Regions from separate parts of the Mus musculus genome. Here all the other regions are linked to region 1. A link is a contact called in public HiChIP or PLAC-seq and promoter capture Hi-C data. All regions are on one chromosome and are shown on one strand. The core of a region is the stretch at or near the end of the contact, and the rest is flanking DNA. Distances in the headings are between cores, read along the strand shown.

Region 1 (3,749 bases), core at 737-3,236:
GATACCGGCTGCAGGCGAGTGTGGGCCTCACATTCCTCACTAGTAGTCCTGTTTCCCCTCCCCCCCATCCCCCGCACATGTGATTGGAGCCATGTGACCAAGACCTAGGACCTGAGTAGAGCCTAGCAGGGAGACAGACGAGGCCATAAAGGAACTCCTATAGGGGGTGACACAGATGGGGAGGCGACCTAGACCAGGTGGGGCTGGCTGTGTTGCCCCTTCACCAAGCCCTTGCCAAAGAGGCACCTGCCCTATTAGGACAGTCTAGGCAGCAGCTTCATGGGGGATACCTGGCCACTATATCCTCCAGTCCTCTTAACCTTGTAGGCTCAGGGTTCTACCCATAGTGGCTCCACACATAAACACATAAACACTATCCCTACCAGAAGCCCAGGAGAAGAGAGACACCGTGAGTGAGTCCCTCTGACTGATAGGGAAACAGAAGCCCCAGGCTACACAACTCAGCAGGACAGTGGGACAGTGGCCAGTGTGTCTCTGGCATTTGGGGCTGGCACCAGCTGCCATTTTTCTTTCGCCTACAGCAACGCATACTGATTTGCTCCTCCTGTCGCTTTCTGCTGGTCTCTCAGTAGGTCAGCTCCCTAAGGCAGGGCATTGGGGTATCAGGGCACAGTGTCCCTCACAGGATGAGGGAGGAGGTAACAAGCACTCCCCCAATCCTACCCCGGACCTCTAAAGCAAAGTCACAGGCCCAGCAAGCAGAAGGGCCGTGAGAGACGATCTCTCAGGCAACTGACTACTACAAACCCCCGGTAACGTCTAATTCAGTCCAGAGCCACTGGATCCAAAATGTGTCTGATCCATACTCAACCAAGTCCCTCTCCTGATCAGCCTCCCAGGTGACATCTCAAAATGCTCTCAACCTCCATTTCCGGAGTCTCAAGAGACCTGCTGAGCCTCTGCCTCTGCTCCTACTTCTTCGATGGTTTCCTTCATCCTGGATCCCGAATGTGACCGGAAAAAGCCTTTCACCATTAGTCCATCCTACCTTCTGGATTCCTCTTCCTCCTGTGTCCTTCCCAGGACATGCCCTATGCCCTGTGGCTTCTACGTATTTGCACGGGTGTTCTCAACACCGTACCCTGTACCTTGAGCACATACCCTGCCCATCCTCTCTGTCCACGTAGCCCTCAGCTGCTCTCTGCCTCCCCAGCTCTGGTAGAGTCTGAGCTCACACTCAATTGCATGCCTGGGACAGGCAGGGAACGCTAGGAACGGAGATGGCTGAAAGACAATGGGCAGCTTCTTATTAACCCGGGGACTGAAATCATCAACCCAGCCTCCAGATATTTCCCATCCCAGCAAGGCCGCTAGACCTGTAGACAAATCGCGAGCCCCTCCAACGCCTTCCACTCAGAGCCAGCTCCACATCCCTGGGCCAGGCTGATATCACCAGCTGGCAGGAAAAGGCTCTCTCTGGGGAAATAAAAGGCAGGAGAGAATGAAGACTCGACGACTAAGGCGACTTCAAATATGGTCTCCTCCCAGGGGAAGGTCCCCCTCCACTCCTCGCCCAGCAGCCGTGATACTGCCAGCTGCCCAGTTAAGGATAGGGCGAGAAGCGTGAGGTAGGGCTCTTCATGGAGACAGAAGCCACGCTCCCTCATAATCTCCCGGATCCTCTGATGTCGAAAAACTTCGCTGAAGTTTTTGGAAGCGCGCGCGCCCGGCTTCCCTCTGAGCCTAAGTCCTCACCATGGTCCGGTCCCGCCCCGCCCCGGGCGCCGCTCACCGGCGCAGCTCTTGGACCTCCAGATCTTCACCAGGAGCAAGATCATAGCCAGGAGGTGGCTCAGGTCCCCGAGGATTCGGAACACGTTCATGGTCCCGCCCGCCGCTCCCGCGCCGTGTCGCGCAGAACTTCCCAGGGAACTTTCTGTTGCGCGGGGCGCTGCCACGTCCCCGTCCCTGCTCCTCGCGGTGCCCCAGGCCGGTGCCGCGCCTCCTTGCTGGCGCGCTCCCGCCGCGCGCACCCTTGGCCGCGCGGTGACGTGGCGGGGCGGCCAGGCGCGGGACAGGAGCCAGGAAGCAGCGCTTCTCACGTCCCCACGCCGACAGGCGGGGCAGCTTACACAGCCGCTGCTGGCCCAAGCCGAGCCCCTCCCTCTCTGGTCCTGCGTAGGCACCAAGTGTTCCTCTCATCCCCAGAAACCACAGTCAGGGCCTGGCACTCACTTCAAGTCCTGACTTTCATAGCTCTGTTGGGCCCTGGGTGGTGGAAGCAGGCTTTCAGCCGCGGAAGACCTCCCAGGTTGGAACTCCCGGGAAGTGGTGCTGAAAGGAGCCATCACCTGTTAAACTCTGAGATAACCTGAGCTAGCTCTGAGATAACCTTGTTGATGGTTTCCGGTGGGGAGAGAGGCTGACTCTGAGTCCCCTTTCTGGGCTTCAGTATTGACTACAAGGGAGATGCTAATGGTGTAAAAGAGGCTGAGTGTGTTGGGGATGCCCACCGCCTTCATTTCTGCCCCCCTCTTCTTCATGTGGGAAGACACTGGAAAGAACTTCACTGACCAGGAAAAACTCCAAGCACGGCATAGAGGCAGGCAGGATAGAGTAGGAAGAATCTTAGGTGGGCTGGAGGCCTCCATTGCTATGTGAAGCATCCTCTCTGGGCACAGGTCTATTAATCTATAGCTATGGAACCGATAAACCAAGGGCCTTTCTGCCTTCTCCTTGATCCCAGCCCCCCTCCCTCCTGTAGCTGGTTTCTTCCTAAAGAAATGGCTTCGTCTGGCTCCCTCTGTGTGCAGGAGAGGCTTCGGCAGGATGAAGATCTGTTGCTTACGGTGTTCGCCAACTCTTTCCTGGCCTCCATTGCTTTACCATTACTCCCCGCACAAAGCAGTTCTGGGAGGCTTTGCATGTGACCAGTAGCACTGCCTGGGGGGTGCAGCATGGGGGACCCTGGGCAGCTTGCTGTGAATCTACACACACACACACACACACACACACACACACACACACACCTTTCCTGGGGAGATGAAACACACTTGTCTGCTCACCCCAGATAGGGAGCCCACGACAGCCTAAAGTACAGATAGTACCAATATCCAGCTTCATGAATTAATGAGTTTTGCTGGAGTTACTTAGAGGAATATGGGTGAAGGGTTGCTTACAGGAGCAGGAATGACTCAGAGACAGCTGCATCACCAAAGCCCACCCAGCATGGGTGACAGCTCACCAAGCTGGGAACCTGGAGCTCTTCCCACTGCCTGCAGGCAGCTCAGCAGGTTGGAGAATATCCTTCCCAGGTGCCTCAGTTGGTCTAAATCTCTCGAAGGCTGCTCTTCTTGTTCTGAGTCTTCTTACTCCCTGCTTACTCTGGCAGGGAGGAGCCTAGGGAATCTGCTCAGTTTCAGGGAGTTCCTGAGACTATTCTTGTTGTTGTTTACCTCCCTGCTTAAGGAGCTACCCAGCAGGATAGAATGTTTTAATCTCAGAGGAAGCTTATATAAAACACACAGAGACAAATGCACACTCACACAGACATACGTACACATGGACACACAGACACACACAGACAGACACAGACAGATGCACACACAGACACACTCAGATACTCATACACACATACAGATGCACACACACAAAACACGGGCACGGTATAGGCTTGAGGGACACCATCTCAACAATGTGCCCAAGTAGGGAGGGCACTGCCATTCTCACACCACACACAGAATCCAGGGCCCAGAGAGGTGCTATCATTTCTGATGATCACACAGGAC
Region 2 (3,749 bases), core at 477-2,976, 470 kb after region 1:
CCATGTGTCCCTGTAACTTTGCCTCTGCTTTTCGGTGGAGCTTGGAGAGGCTGCCATGCCCTAGATGCTCCTTGGTGACATTCTACTGCCCAGGGAAGAAGACAGACCGACAGCTGTCAGAGTCTAAGCAGGCAGGGTTATTGCGGTCCCCTGGCGGACAGGGTTAGTCTAGTCTCTCCACCGCGCAAGGCATCCCCTCTGGGCTCCATACTCCAACCGCGAGGTCTGGCGTCGCCGGGATAGCCGGCGGGGCCCGAAGACGCCGGCTGGACACGACGGAGGGCTCGATGAAGGCGGTGGTGGTGGTGGCGGTGGCGGCGGTGGCCGCAGGGCCACAGGCGGCGGAAGCGCGCGCGGAAGTGGCGGGAGGCAAGGGAATAGACGAGCGGGTTGAGGCAGGAGTTGGCGTAGGCGAGGCAGTGCGAAGCCAGACGACAGGCGTAGGTGGCCGGGCTGAAGGCGAAGCGGCCGTACCAGAAGCAGAGGATGAGCGCGTGGTGCGGGCCCCAGCAGAGTGCGTAGAGCGCGGCCACCGTCAGCATGGCGCGCCCCGCGCGGCCGGTTGCCCGTCTGCGTGCCTCTGCCGCCGCCGCACCCGCGGGACCCACGGCGGCCCACAGGAAGCACAGCGTGCGTCCGTAGGCCAGGCTCACCACGGTCACCGGCAGCAGGTAGCCTGCGGCGAAGGTGGCCACGTCCAGCGCGCGCCGCCGCGCGTCCTCCCAGGCGGGCACGCAGAGCTCGAGCGCGCCGTAGCGCACCGTGCCGTAGTAGCTTAGGTAGGGCGCGGAAAAGAGCGCCGCCAGCAGCCACACGAGCCCCACGGCGGCGCGCGCGTTGCGCGGGGTGCGGAGGGCCCGGGAGCGCAGCGGGTGTCGCACCGCCAGGTACCTGCGGGTGAGGGCGGGGAGGTCAGGGGCGGGGCCTCCTGAGAGCCCGCCCCCGTGCCTGCCTTAATTTCCCCATCCAATCCCTTTGCCTGCCATTTAGCAAGGGCTCAAAGAGAAGAGACTCATCGTCTAGGGAATTTCAAGCCATGGATAAATGTGAGGCAATGTGAGTCAGGTATAGGTACCTTAGCATCTGACGAGTGTATTGGGAGTTTCTTTTGTTACTACACAATTCCAATTTATACCTGGCCCCCTGCGCTGACACTTTGGGGCTTAGAAATGCCCTCTGGAAGTCCACACTGGAGGCCGGAAGGGCAGGTGCCACTAAGGCCTTCCTTTCCTCCCACCAAAGTCTGGTCCCTAGTTATATTCCGCTAGCTAATAAGAATCTGTCCAGGTCCCTCTCTGGCCTGACCCAGGTACAGCTCACCTATCCACTGAGACGGCCGCCAGGGTGAAGCTGCTGGCATACATGGTGAGGTAGATGAGCAGATGTACCGTCTTGCACACGAAAGCCCCAAAGAGCCAGGCATCCAGTGTGTAGATGGCCGCCTGGAAGGGCACGCAGCACAGGATGAAGCAAAGGTCGGCCACCGCCAAGTTGAGGATGAAGAGATCCGTGGTACTGCCCGGTTCCTGCCAGGCACTTGGGCCAGGCTGCAGAAGCACGGCCAACACCAGCCCATTACCCACCATGCCCAACAGGAAGATGAGGGCAAAGACCACCGGCACTGCCACAGCCCCTACGCTCCCTGGGCTGTCCAGCGAAATGTTCTGGATGTCAGCCATTTTCCTAGCAAACGAGGAAGAGAAAACGGGTCTTCAGACAGGAGGCCAGGTCTCAAGGCACTTGACCCAGGAATCTGGTTCTTTCAGCCTGGATCTGACCAGGTATCTGGGCTAGAAGTTCATGAAGGACAGAAGAGGGTAGAACAAAGCCAAAGTCAGCATGTGAGACAGTCACATTGGTTGTGTGTGTCACACACACACACACACACACACACACACACACACACACACGCTGATCCTTGGTTTCCTAGGGAACACCTCTTTAACCCAGAACCTGGAAGGCTGTTTGGGTTATTCTAGATTTATAAGGCACATGAAGACACAGGCAGAATAAGAAGATGCCGAGGCCGCTGAGAGGCAACACAAACTGGCTATATTTTCTTTTTCAACCACATTGGACGCTCAGGGGAGACCTTTGAATTTAGGGGCATTTTTGTGGCAACAGGCGGCACCGGTAACACCCCTGAGTCAATGAAGAGTCCTTCCTCATGAGAGCACTACAGCAGCAGAGCTAGGAAGACCACAGAAGTCACCGCCTCCGCTCTGCACGTAGGGAAACTGAGGCCTAGAGAGGTGACACAAGTGGCTAATATCACAACCTGAGTGACAGCTCTGGGGCTGCTGGGATCCTGACTCCTAGGCTGGAATGCGCATCGGAAAAACTGCAACAGGTGCTACCCGACTGTTCACATGTGTCCCCATGCACGTGCCTGTGCGCACATTGCCTGGTGTCAACCCTACCCTGAGCCGCAGTTTACAACCTGTGGGTCCCCTTGTGCTCAGGGACCCAGTGCAGCAGTGAGATGACTTAGGAGCAGGGGTTCAGGAGGCAGGGAGGACAGAAGAAGGGGGACATCTGCCCCTACACAGCACCTACAAGCAGTAAGCCCCCAAGCCCAGGATAGGCGGCACCCACCTCAGCCCTAGGCACTGGGCCCCTGCATGCTTCCTGGTAGAACGGCCAGGCTGGAGCTTCTTGTTTCAGCCCTTGATTGCCTCCATGCAGGTACGCCTCTGCTTCCTATTTCTCTCTCTTCATTTTCAAGGCCCCTCCTCTCCTCTCCCCTGCCCTCAGCTGTCCGCTGAGTTGGATGTTGGGCACTCGCTACTGCTCCGGAGTGGACTGGCCACCTCCTCCTCAGACCCCCGATTTCCCCGGGGTGGCATGCTCTTCAGCGCCGCTCTTCTCTGCCTGTCTGCGTTGTTGCCACCTCATTCTCGCTTTCACGGGCAGTAACCCACTGATCTCCGCTCTAGGAGATTGGCTTCCGTGGTTAACCCTTTCCTGCCCAGGGCTCAGCCCATTCCTGGCACCTCCCACCTCCTGTGGCCTGTGACTCCTCCCCCCTAGTGCCTTAGCTTCCTTGGCTCCAAGTAGAACTCTGATCTAAGCTCAGAAAGGATTTCTATTTTTAAATGGAGTTTCCAAGGCTGGGAAACCAGGACCAAAAGCTCTTTGTTGTGGACTTCAGGTAGGAATCACAAGACCCATTTCATTCCCTAAGCTAGTTTAAGGGGCTTCATCGACTGGAAGCCAGGTCTTGATTTAGCCTGAAAGCCACAGGGAAGCTAGGAAGGTTCCAGAGGGAGAACATGACCTGTGCCTTTCCATCTTGTAAGAAGTTTGTTATGGCTGAGATGAGAAAGGAGAGAGGATTTGCACTTAATTCACCTGAGGGCCTCTTGCCCAGGCACAAACCAGATGTTGCTGAATGGTAGGCATGAGCCCTGGGAGGAGTGGCCTATGGGCTTCCAGGGGTAGAGCAGCTGCCACTTGGGGAGGGAGGGGCACTAGACTTGCCAACCAAGAGACTGGATATTGGACAACCGTATGTATCAAGGGCAGAGAGCTGGGGAGGAGAAGAATCCTTCCAGAACCGGAAGGTGGAGGGCACATCAGAGACGAGTGCCCCATGGAGCTAGGACTGGAAGATCTGGGCAACACTCAAGACCAGTTCCTGTGGGAAGCCCCCCTATGCAGTTACCAGTGCTTGCGGGGCCTCTCTAGTGTCACCAACCCCACTCACAAGAGGCTCACTGGATGGAGCTATTAGGAATCAGACCTAGAAG
Region 3 (3,749 bases), core at 352-2,851, 440 kb after region 1:
AGAGACACGACAGAGTGCTCCCAGGCTCCTGATGACACGTCGGGGCAGGACCACCCCAAGGGGCCGGGGATAGAGTTCAGTCTCAGTCCCAGACTGCTTGCCCAGCATGGGCAAGGGTCTAAGGTCAGCCGTCATCCTCAATCCCAGCCCACTGTCCTTGTCCCTCAGGACATACCATTAAAGTTACTTCTCAGCTGGGTAGGTGGGTGCACACTGCTAATCCCAACCCTCAGACAGCTGAATCTGTGAGGCTAGCATGCTCTATATAGTGAGTTCCGGGATAGCCAGAGCTACATAACGAGACCCCCATCTTTAAAAAACAGGAAAGGAAACTCACTTTCTAACCAAATGATGCATAGTACGCTATTTTCTTTCACCTTTAAAGACACATTAACATGCTTACTTTGTAAAACTACTCTACTGTAAGGGCCAATAAAATACATGCTGTGAGCATCGCAAGCCACTTGGTACTTACTTAATCTCAAAGTGACTAGAACATTTCGGTAAACTTCAAAAGCCTCCCCAAAGTATTTCACTTAGACTTGGTTTGAATCAAGGAAGATTTTCACACCAAGATTTCCTTCTTTGGGGCTGGAGTGTGTGGTTTAATCTCATCTCCGGCACCCAAACAACAAAGCCACAAAGCTTTTTGACCTTGGCCAGACAGCTCAGGGAGGAGGGCTGTGGGTGTGGTTCAGAGACCGTCCACAAGCATGGGGCTCTGGGTTCCACCCCAGTATAACAAATAAAATCTGCCCCAAGTAAGAAAAACCTAGCCGGGTCAGTGATGGTCCTCTTCTGACGTGGGCAGGTAGACCACAAAAAAGGCCTGGTTTAATTAGACTCTTCACAACCCTACCAATCAGACCTAATGGCCGACTCCACCACTCCATTAGGACGCAGTTTTTAACAGGTCCCTGTTGGGAGTCAACGCTGAGATGGTCAAAGAAAAAAGTGCCAATCCTTGGAAGGCAAGAGACAGCCGGGCAAACTGAGAGCCTCACCTGTGTGCATATCATAGTCGCCCGGGTAGGCGTAGGGATCATAAGCAGCCTGCAAGGAAAGAGACAAAGTTAGGGAGACACGCCAAATGGGGACTCCAAAAATGCTCGTCCTCGGGCCTCCATGTCAAGCAGGAGGCAAAACATACTACTCAGATAAGACTGACAGTCGCTACCTCGGAGGGCTTCACATGTGTGAGAGAAAAGGGACCCCGGGCAAGCACAAAACACGCTTACAGGTGCAACAAGACAAGAAAAACACAGTAATAGCCCCGTCTGAAGCAGACGCCATGAGAGCCAAGAACTCAGCATTAAACACCCTTCAGCCCGCCTCCGACTGACTGCGACTACACGCGGGGACATACGGCCGGCAGAGGAGGGACCCGGGGAGGAGACCCGGGGCCGGGAGGGCCGGAATGATCGAGGTCCGCTTGTTCCGGCCCGATCTGGACGCCGCCTCACCTCGGGGACAGATCCCACCGAACCGGGTGCCCACCGCGGACCCCGCCACGCGCTCACCGCTTCATTACCTCAGACTCGTAGTCATCAGCGGGGTAAGACATGGCTACGGCGCTCCAGAAGCCCGTGGGAGAGAGCGGAAGAAGAACTCCGCGCCTGCTTGGCCGGACCGGAAGTCCCGCCCAGCCCAACCTGCCCGAAAGCCTTTCCGGGGTCGCCGGGGAAGCGAAGTAGCTCTGATTGGAAGGACGGAGTTCCTAAACTATCAGAGTTCCTTCCTCCCTGCAAAACGGGCTTTTCAAAGGACATTATTGTGGAGTATGGTGTGCACGCAGAAGTAGGGGCGGGCAAGCGATAAAGGGGAAGAATGCCTAGACCCTGTTGACTCACATCTGCCATCTCAAGGATGGCGGAGGCAGGAGACTGCAACAAATTCGAGGATAACCAAAGTTAGTTATTTCCAGGCCAATCTGATTATAAAGCGGGGTCTCCAAAACAACAACAACAAAAATAAAGAGAAATCAGAAGAAAACGGTACAGAGACGATGACAAGTGACCTGCTAAGATGTAGCGTTCCTGACCTTAGATTTAGGTGTAAACGGTTTTGCCTGCAGCGAGAAATTTCTCCCCCACACCACCACCACCAAAAAAAAAAAAAAAAAAAAAAAAAAAATCAACCTGAGAACACTCAGGATGACCAAACTGGTGAAGGCCCTTGACACCAAGCCTAACGACCTGAGTTCGATGTGGGAGACCCACATGGTGGAAGGCGAGAACCAATCCCTGAACAGCTGATTTGCCTTACCTTTTGGGCACCTGCATCCTTGTCTCCGGGTCACAACAATCTCTGCTTATTACAGCCAGGTACACAACTCTGGGCTTCGGCACTCATGCTTACCTCTGACCAGACTTTAGTACAAATGACCCCGGTATCACTGCCTGGCTCTCTGTTGAAGACAGGAGTTTGCTGGACGAGTGTTGCTAATCAACGCCCTCTACTCAAAGCGTCCTATTTAGAACTGCCATTCTCCCCCCTGGCTCCTTAAGCCCTAGACTCCTTAAAGTCGTTCCTTTTGTTTGCCTGTCTGGTTGCTTTGGTTTATTTAAGCAAGAAAGAATTAGGGTTTAATAAAGACCTTACTTTTAAGATTATTTATTCCTCTGTATGAGTGAATTATGCACACAGGGCATCAATCCTCTGGAGTTACAGCTGATTTTTCAAAAATCAGCCAGCTGTACCCCTGGCTGTCCTGGAACTCAGTCTGTAGACCAGACTGCCCTTGAACTCAAGAGATCCACCTGCCTCTGCCCCCTGCTTACTGGGATTAAAGGCTTGCATAGCTACCTCCCTGCTCATTTGGTTTTAGACAGGATCTTTCTATTATGTAATTCTGGGTGTCCTAGGGTCTATTATGTAGACCAGGATGACCTCAAACTCAGAGATCCACCTGCCTCTGCCTCCTGAGTGTTGGGATCAGAGGTGTGTACTACCACACCCATACCCCTCACCCCACACCCACACCCCAAGATGTTTTGCCATAGGTTAAGCACTAGCATTAGGGGATAGATGTACTCAGAACAATGTAAGATGCACCTGAGAACAGAGCAATGAGTGTCTCAAACTAGTCATAGAAAGTACATGGGTGGGCTGGTGAGATGGCTCAGTGGGTAAGAGCACCCGACTGCTCTTCCGAAGGTCAGGAGTTCAAATCCCAGCAACCACATGGTGGCTCACAACCATCCGTAACGAGATCTGACTCCCTCTTCTGGAGTGTCTGAGGACAGCTACAGTGTACTTACATATAATAAATAAATAAATAAATAAATCTTTAAAAAAAAAAAAAAAAAAAAAAAAAGAAAGTACATGGGTAAGTAAATATGGATAAGAACATAAATGTGGTTCTTCAAGGGAGGGTTAACTTTGCCACATTTCCTTGTCTCCTCTAGAGTATGACCTGAGGTGACTATGGTCATGAGACTAATGAGGTTTTCTTTTTTTTTTTTTTTTAGATTTATTTATTTATTTTTATGTATATGAGTACACTGTAGTTGTCTCCAGACACACCAGAAGAGGGCATCAGATCCCATTACAGATGGTTGTGAGCCATCCTGTGGCTGCTGGCCTTTGAACTCAGGACCTCTGGAGGAGCAGTCAGTACTCTTAGCCACTGAGCTATCTCTCCAGCCTGAGACTAATGACTAACTTTAGAGCCCCGGGACCATTTCTGAGTGCCCCGAGGGGATGAGGTAAGGTGCTCAGATAGTTTCATGTTTTATAAAACTTGCACA
Region 4 (3,749 bases), core at 905-3,404, 350 kb after region 1:
GCAGAAGGTATCCCGATTGCCAGCCTGCTGCTCATTGATGTCTTGTTCACAGGGGGAATCCCTCAGCCAACACACAATCTTTCCCCTGCCCGCCTCAGCACCACCTCTCAGCAGGTAGGTAGGCAGGGTCCAACCAAGCATTCAGGAGAACCTGTACAGAGTGGAGGAGAGACAAGGAGAGAGTGCAAACCAGGTGTGGTCCTTTATAGACCCCCCACACACACACTCACACCCCTTCTGGCAGCTGGGCCCAAGAGGGTAGTGGCAGGGGACTAGAGAGGGGACCGGCTGTGAGACCACCACTCGTGGCCAGCTTTCTAAGCCTGAGCCCACTCTCCCCCTCCCCCACAGCACTCCTCTATGCCTCAAGGGGTCTCAGGCTCAGCCACAGACACACAGAGAGCAGGGAGGACCTTCCCTCCAAGAGGAGGGACCAAAGAGTGGAGGGATGAACAGGGACCCACCGGGAGAGAGATGCCAGGCAGGCGGGCAGCGGGCAGACAGCAGTTGGAGACCGCTGCAGGGAAGCCGGGGAGGCCGGATGCTTGCTGCTCCGTCCCTCTGTCCATCCAAGGCGGCTTCTCTCCGGGCGGTTCTGAGGCCGGGCGGGCGCTGTTAAAAAGCTTTTTATGTGTGTGTGTGTGTTAATCACATGATTGCCGTTCACCTGTATTTCGAACAAAGACAGCTCACTGTTTCAAGGCCCCGAACAAGAGTCTGGGCACAGGGAAGAGAAGGGAGGCGGGGGGGAGGAGGGTTGGCAGCGCCGGGGGTGGCGTCGAGGAAAACTGGGGGGAGATTGTCCAAGGCCAGCGAGCGAGAGAAAGAGAAAACCCTTATCAAACTCCTAATTCACTGGGCTCTGCAGCCCCAGACACACTGGCCCAATTGTCTGGCTGGTTGTGTGTGCGCAAGCATGTGTGAGTGTGTGTTACCAATGTCTGCCACCCCCTCGACATGCCTTTGCCCTATGTGACTATCTCTTTGTGTCCCCACTATCCACCCTGGGGCCCTCCCAATCATTGAGGCCTTGATTCTCCAGACCCCAGTTCCAGCTCGACTCCAGAAGGTACCTGTTTGGTGTGGGCCTAGGGCCTTACCTAGCTAAGTGGGACAGAGAAGCCACACACTGTCAGTGGGGTGGCCCATGCTCCTCTGTTTGTCCCTCCGTGGGCACCCCAGTTCCGCCTAGCCACTCAACCAGGAAAGGGTGCCTTCACTGAGAAGAGAAAAGGACACTAACTAGGCTGTAGAGGTGAGACCAAGGATAGGAGCCCTGGGGCAACGGGAGGAAGAACAAAGAATCGGCTTGAGGGGCAGAAAGGGGGCGGGGGCTGTGAGAGCCAGGGCAGTTCCTGTCTTTTCTCAGTGTGGGAGAGTAAGGGACTTCACATCCAGACATCCAGGACTGGGTCTCCTTTCCAGGGAGAGGAAGAGCCCTTCATGGAAGTGAGAGACACCCCCTCCCCAAAGTCCCCCTCACCCTTCTTGAAGAGTAGGGCACTCTCACCCTGCCTCAGCCTCCTGTGTCTCTCTCTATCCTGGGCCAGTCCAGCCTTCTGGATGCTAGGATCTTAGAGAGAAGGGATCACGGATTGAATCTGGGGGTTGTATGTGTACAGGGCAAAGGTTATCCAGCTGCGGTCCTGGGGGGCTTGGCTTGGGTCAGCTGTGTTGGAGAGGACAGGAGAAGGCGAGGGTCTGATACCTACTGCAGGCTGCGGTGCCTAGCACACAGTGGGACTCAGTGGGATTTCTCAAATGAAGCAACACAGGCCACGACCCTTTCAAGTTATCCACTCTCCTCACACCTCTCTCCAGTCCTTTGTCAACTGTCCATGCCACCACCTGTGGCAATGGTTTAGGGTCCCAGGCAACAGGTTCTGACTGTGCCACCTGTATCTCTCCCTTCCCAGACCTAAAATATCCCCATGCTCACACCAGATGCCAAACCCAAGCTGAGTCCAGGGAGACGGGCCTAGGCAGCAGTGCGGGTCACAGGGCTGGGGTTGGGGGGGGGGGGGCTGGGCAGAGTGGAGGCGTCCTGGGTGTTGGGGATGAAGGCAGCGCTGGAGGCTCCACCTTCTGCCCTTCCCTCCCTCCTTTCCCCCTCCCCTCCCCCTCCTTCCTTCCCCAGCCGTCTGCAGCGGCTCAGTCAGTCTCGGCTGTCCAGCCAGGGTGTTTGGTGGTGAGGATTCAGGCTCCGTCCAGACAAGGCAGTGGCCTGAGGCTCAGGGCCCCCCAGCCCCTCCCTCCCAGTCCATCAGCGTCACTCCCCAGCCCCGAGCTGGACCGCACACCTTGGGACACGGTTTTCCACTTCCTCAGGACGAGCCCCAGACTGGAGGAGAGGTCGGAGGAGGTGAGTGCGCACTGCGCCCCTGGGCCCGGAGTGCCAACCGGGGGTCTGGGTCACCCCTGCTTTGCGATGGGAGAGTCTGACACCCTGCAGGCAGGCCTGCGTCCCCCCATTCTGCTCCCCTAGGCTGTCAGAGCAGACGAGGGGAAAGAGAGGTGAGCGAAAAGGTGGGAAATTCCAGGGGCCCGGATTAGAGCCGAATAAAGGGTCCGTTTTTCTTCCTTTCCATCAACAAACCTCCACCCAAAAGGAGGTTTAGGGGAAAAAAACGAAAAAAAAAAAAAAAAAAAAACACCCACACCTAGAGACGGTTGGGATCAGGGGGTGGGAAGACGTGGAGGCGGGACGCACCCACCTAGGGTCTGGCATGTGCACGCGCCCAGGCCCGAGTGGGTTTAGCGCAGGCAGGGAGAGTCGCCACTTCGGGGCTGCACCCGCGTGCCGGGAGTGGCGCCCAGCGCCTCTCCATCGCGCCCTCCTTCCCGTCCAGGTGGGCGTTGGGCTCTTCACGAGGACCCCGGCGGCGGGCCCGGGGGAGGCGGCCGAAGCGGCGGCGGCCGGGAGCGACATGGCCGAGGAACAAGACCTATCAGAGGTGGAGCTGAGCCCTGTGGGCTCGGAGGAACCCCGCTGCCTGTCCCCAGGCAGCGCGCCGTCGCTGGGACCCGACGGCGGCGGCGGTGGCTCGGGCTTGCGAGCCAGCCCGGGGCCCGGTGAACTGGGCAAGGTCAAGAAGGAACAGCAGGACGGCGAGGCGGACGATGACAAGTTCCCCGTGTGCATCCGCGAGGCGGTCAGCCAGGTGCTCAGCGGCTACGACTGGACGCTGGTGCCCATGCCCGTGCGCGTCAACGGTGCCAGCAAGAGCAAGCCGCACGTCAAGAGGCCCATGAACGCCTTCATGGTGTGGGCACAGGCGGCACGCAGAAAGCTAGCCGACCAGTACCCTCACCTCCACAATGCTGAGCTCAGCAAGACACTAGGCAAGCTCTGGAGGTGAGCGCTGCCCCGGCCCAACACCCCCCTCGTGCGCGCGCACTAGGGCTAGCCTGGGACCCCAGAACAGGATCGCCCAGGCCTCTCTCTCAGGGGAGACCAACCTATGGAAGTTTGGTCTCTTGGAAGACCAGATTTGGAGATCTCGCCCACCCATCTACCCAAAGTGCCTCTGTGGGGGGCTCCTCTGGCTGCCCACTCTGGAACTCAGAACCCCAGCGGCCTAGGCTGGGCCTCCCCACCCTGGGACGGCGGGCGGGAAGGCGCCCCCTCGTGGTTGGAATTCTGTGGGTGGTGGGCAGGGAAGGCAACATGGGGGTGTGGGGGAAAGCTTCACACCAGACCTCCACTAGATCGCACATTCACAGTGTGCCGCTGCCACCCGTTTGTGGGG

What was found. Promoter capture Hi-C pulls out the DNA fragments that hold promoters and counts their contacts. HiChIP or PLAC-seq counts read pairs in DNA pulled down with a chosen protein or histone mark.
Region 2: an H3K4me3 HiChIP or PLAC-seq map of bone marrow-derived macrophages shows a contact between it and region 1, with 5 times the contacts expected there. The contact joins the promoter of Galr3 here to the promoter of Kdelr3 in region 1. A contact is called at or near these places in 1 of 39 promoter capture datasets (liver), 1 of 484 Hi-C or Micro-C datasets (embryonic stem cells) and 2 of 115 datasets of contacts at active chromatin or transcription factors (bone marrow-derived macrophages and pancreatic cancer cells).
Region 3: a promoter capture Hi-C map of liver shows a contact between it and region 1, with 4 times the contacts expected there. The contact joins the promoter of Eif3l here to the promoter of Kdelr3 in region 1. A contact is called at or near these places in 8 of 39 promoter capture datasets (the 3T3-L1 cell line, the HPC-7 cell line, cranial neural crest and 3 more), 2 of 115 datasets of contacts at active chromatin or transcription factors (embryonic stem cells and pancreatic cancer cells) and 2 of 9 other capture datasets (embryonic stem cells and liver).
Region 4: a promoter capture Hi-C map of liver shows a contact between it and region 1, with 6 times the contacts expected there. The contact joins the promoter of Sox10 here to the promoter of Kdelr3 in region 1. A contact is called at or near these places in 19 of 39 promoter capture datasets (the 3T3-L1 cell line, 3T3-L1-derived adipocytes, the C10 cell line and 12 more), 2 of 484 Hi-C or Micro-C datasets (the HL-1 cell line and bone marrow-derived macrophages), 3 of 115 datasets of contacts at active chromatin or transcription factors (microglia, pancreatic cancer cells and stem cell-derived neural progenitor cells) and 3 of 9 other capture datasets (embryonic stem cells, liver and macrophages).

What each region holds. Positions count from the first base shown.
Region 1 is chr15:79,514,645-79,518,393 of GRCm38.p6, reverse strand. It overlaps Kdelr3 (KDEL (Lys-Asp-Glu-Leu) endoplasmic reticulum protein retention receptor 3), which reads right to left and starts at 1,986. Exons shown (of 5, transcript NM_134090.2): 1 at 1,754-1,986. The coding sequence starts at 1,844.
Region 2 is chr15:79,039,862-79,043,610 of GRCm38.p6, reverse strand. It overlaps Galr3 (galanin receptor 3), which reads right to left and starts at 1,726. Exons shown (of 2, transcript NM_015738.2): 1 at 1,321-1,726; 2 at 53-891. The coding sequence starts at 1,679. The coding sequence ends at 138. It also overlaps a transcript of Gcat not described here.
Region 3 is chr15:79,073,075-79,076,823 of GRCm38.p6, reverse strand. It overlaps Eif3l (eukaryotic translation initiation factor 3, subunit L), which reads right to left and starts at 1,601. Exons shown (of 13, transcript NM_145139.2): 1 at 1,532-1,601; 2 at 1,005-1,053. The coding sequence starts at 1,564.
Region 4 is chr15:79,162,895-79,166,643 of GRCm38.p6, reverse strand. It overlaps Sox10 (SRY (sex determining region Y)-box 10), which reads left to right and starts at 2,154. Exons shown (of 4, transcript NM_011437.1): 1 at 2,154-2,362; 2 at 2,850-3,355. The coding sequence starts at 2,928. It overlaps Gm10863 (predicted gene 10863), which reads right to left and starts at 578. Exons shown (of 5, transcript NR_029470.1): 1 at 465-578. RefSeq lists enhancers at 103-949, 423-1,113, 1,639-2,297.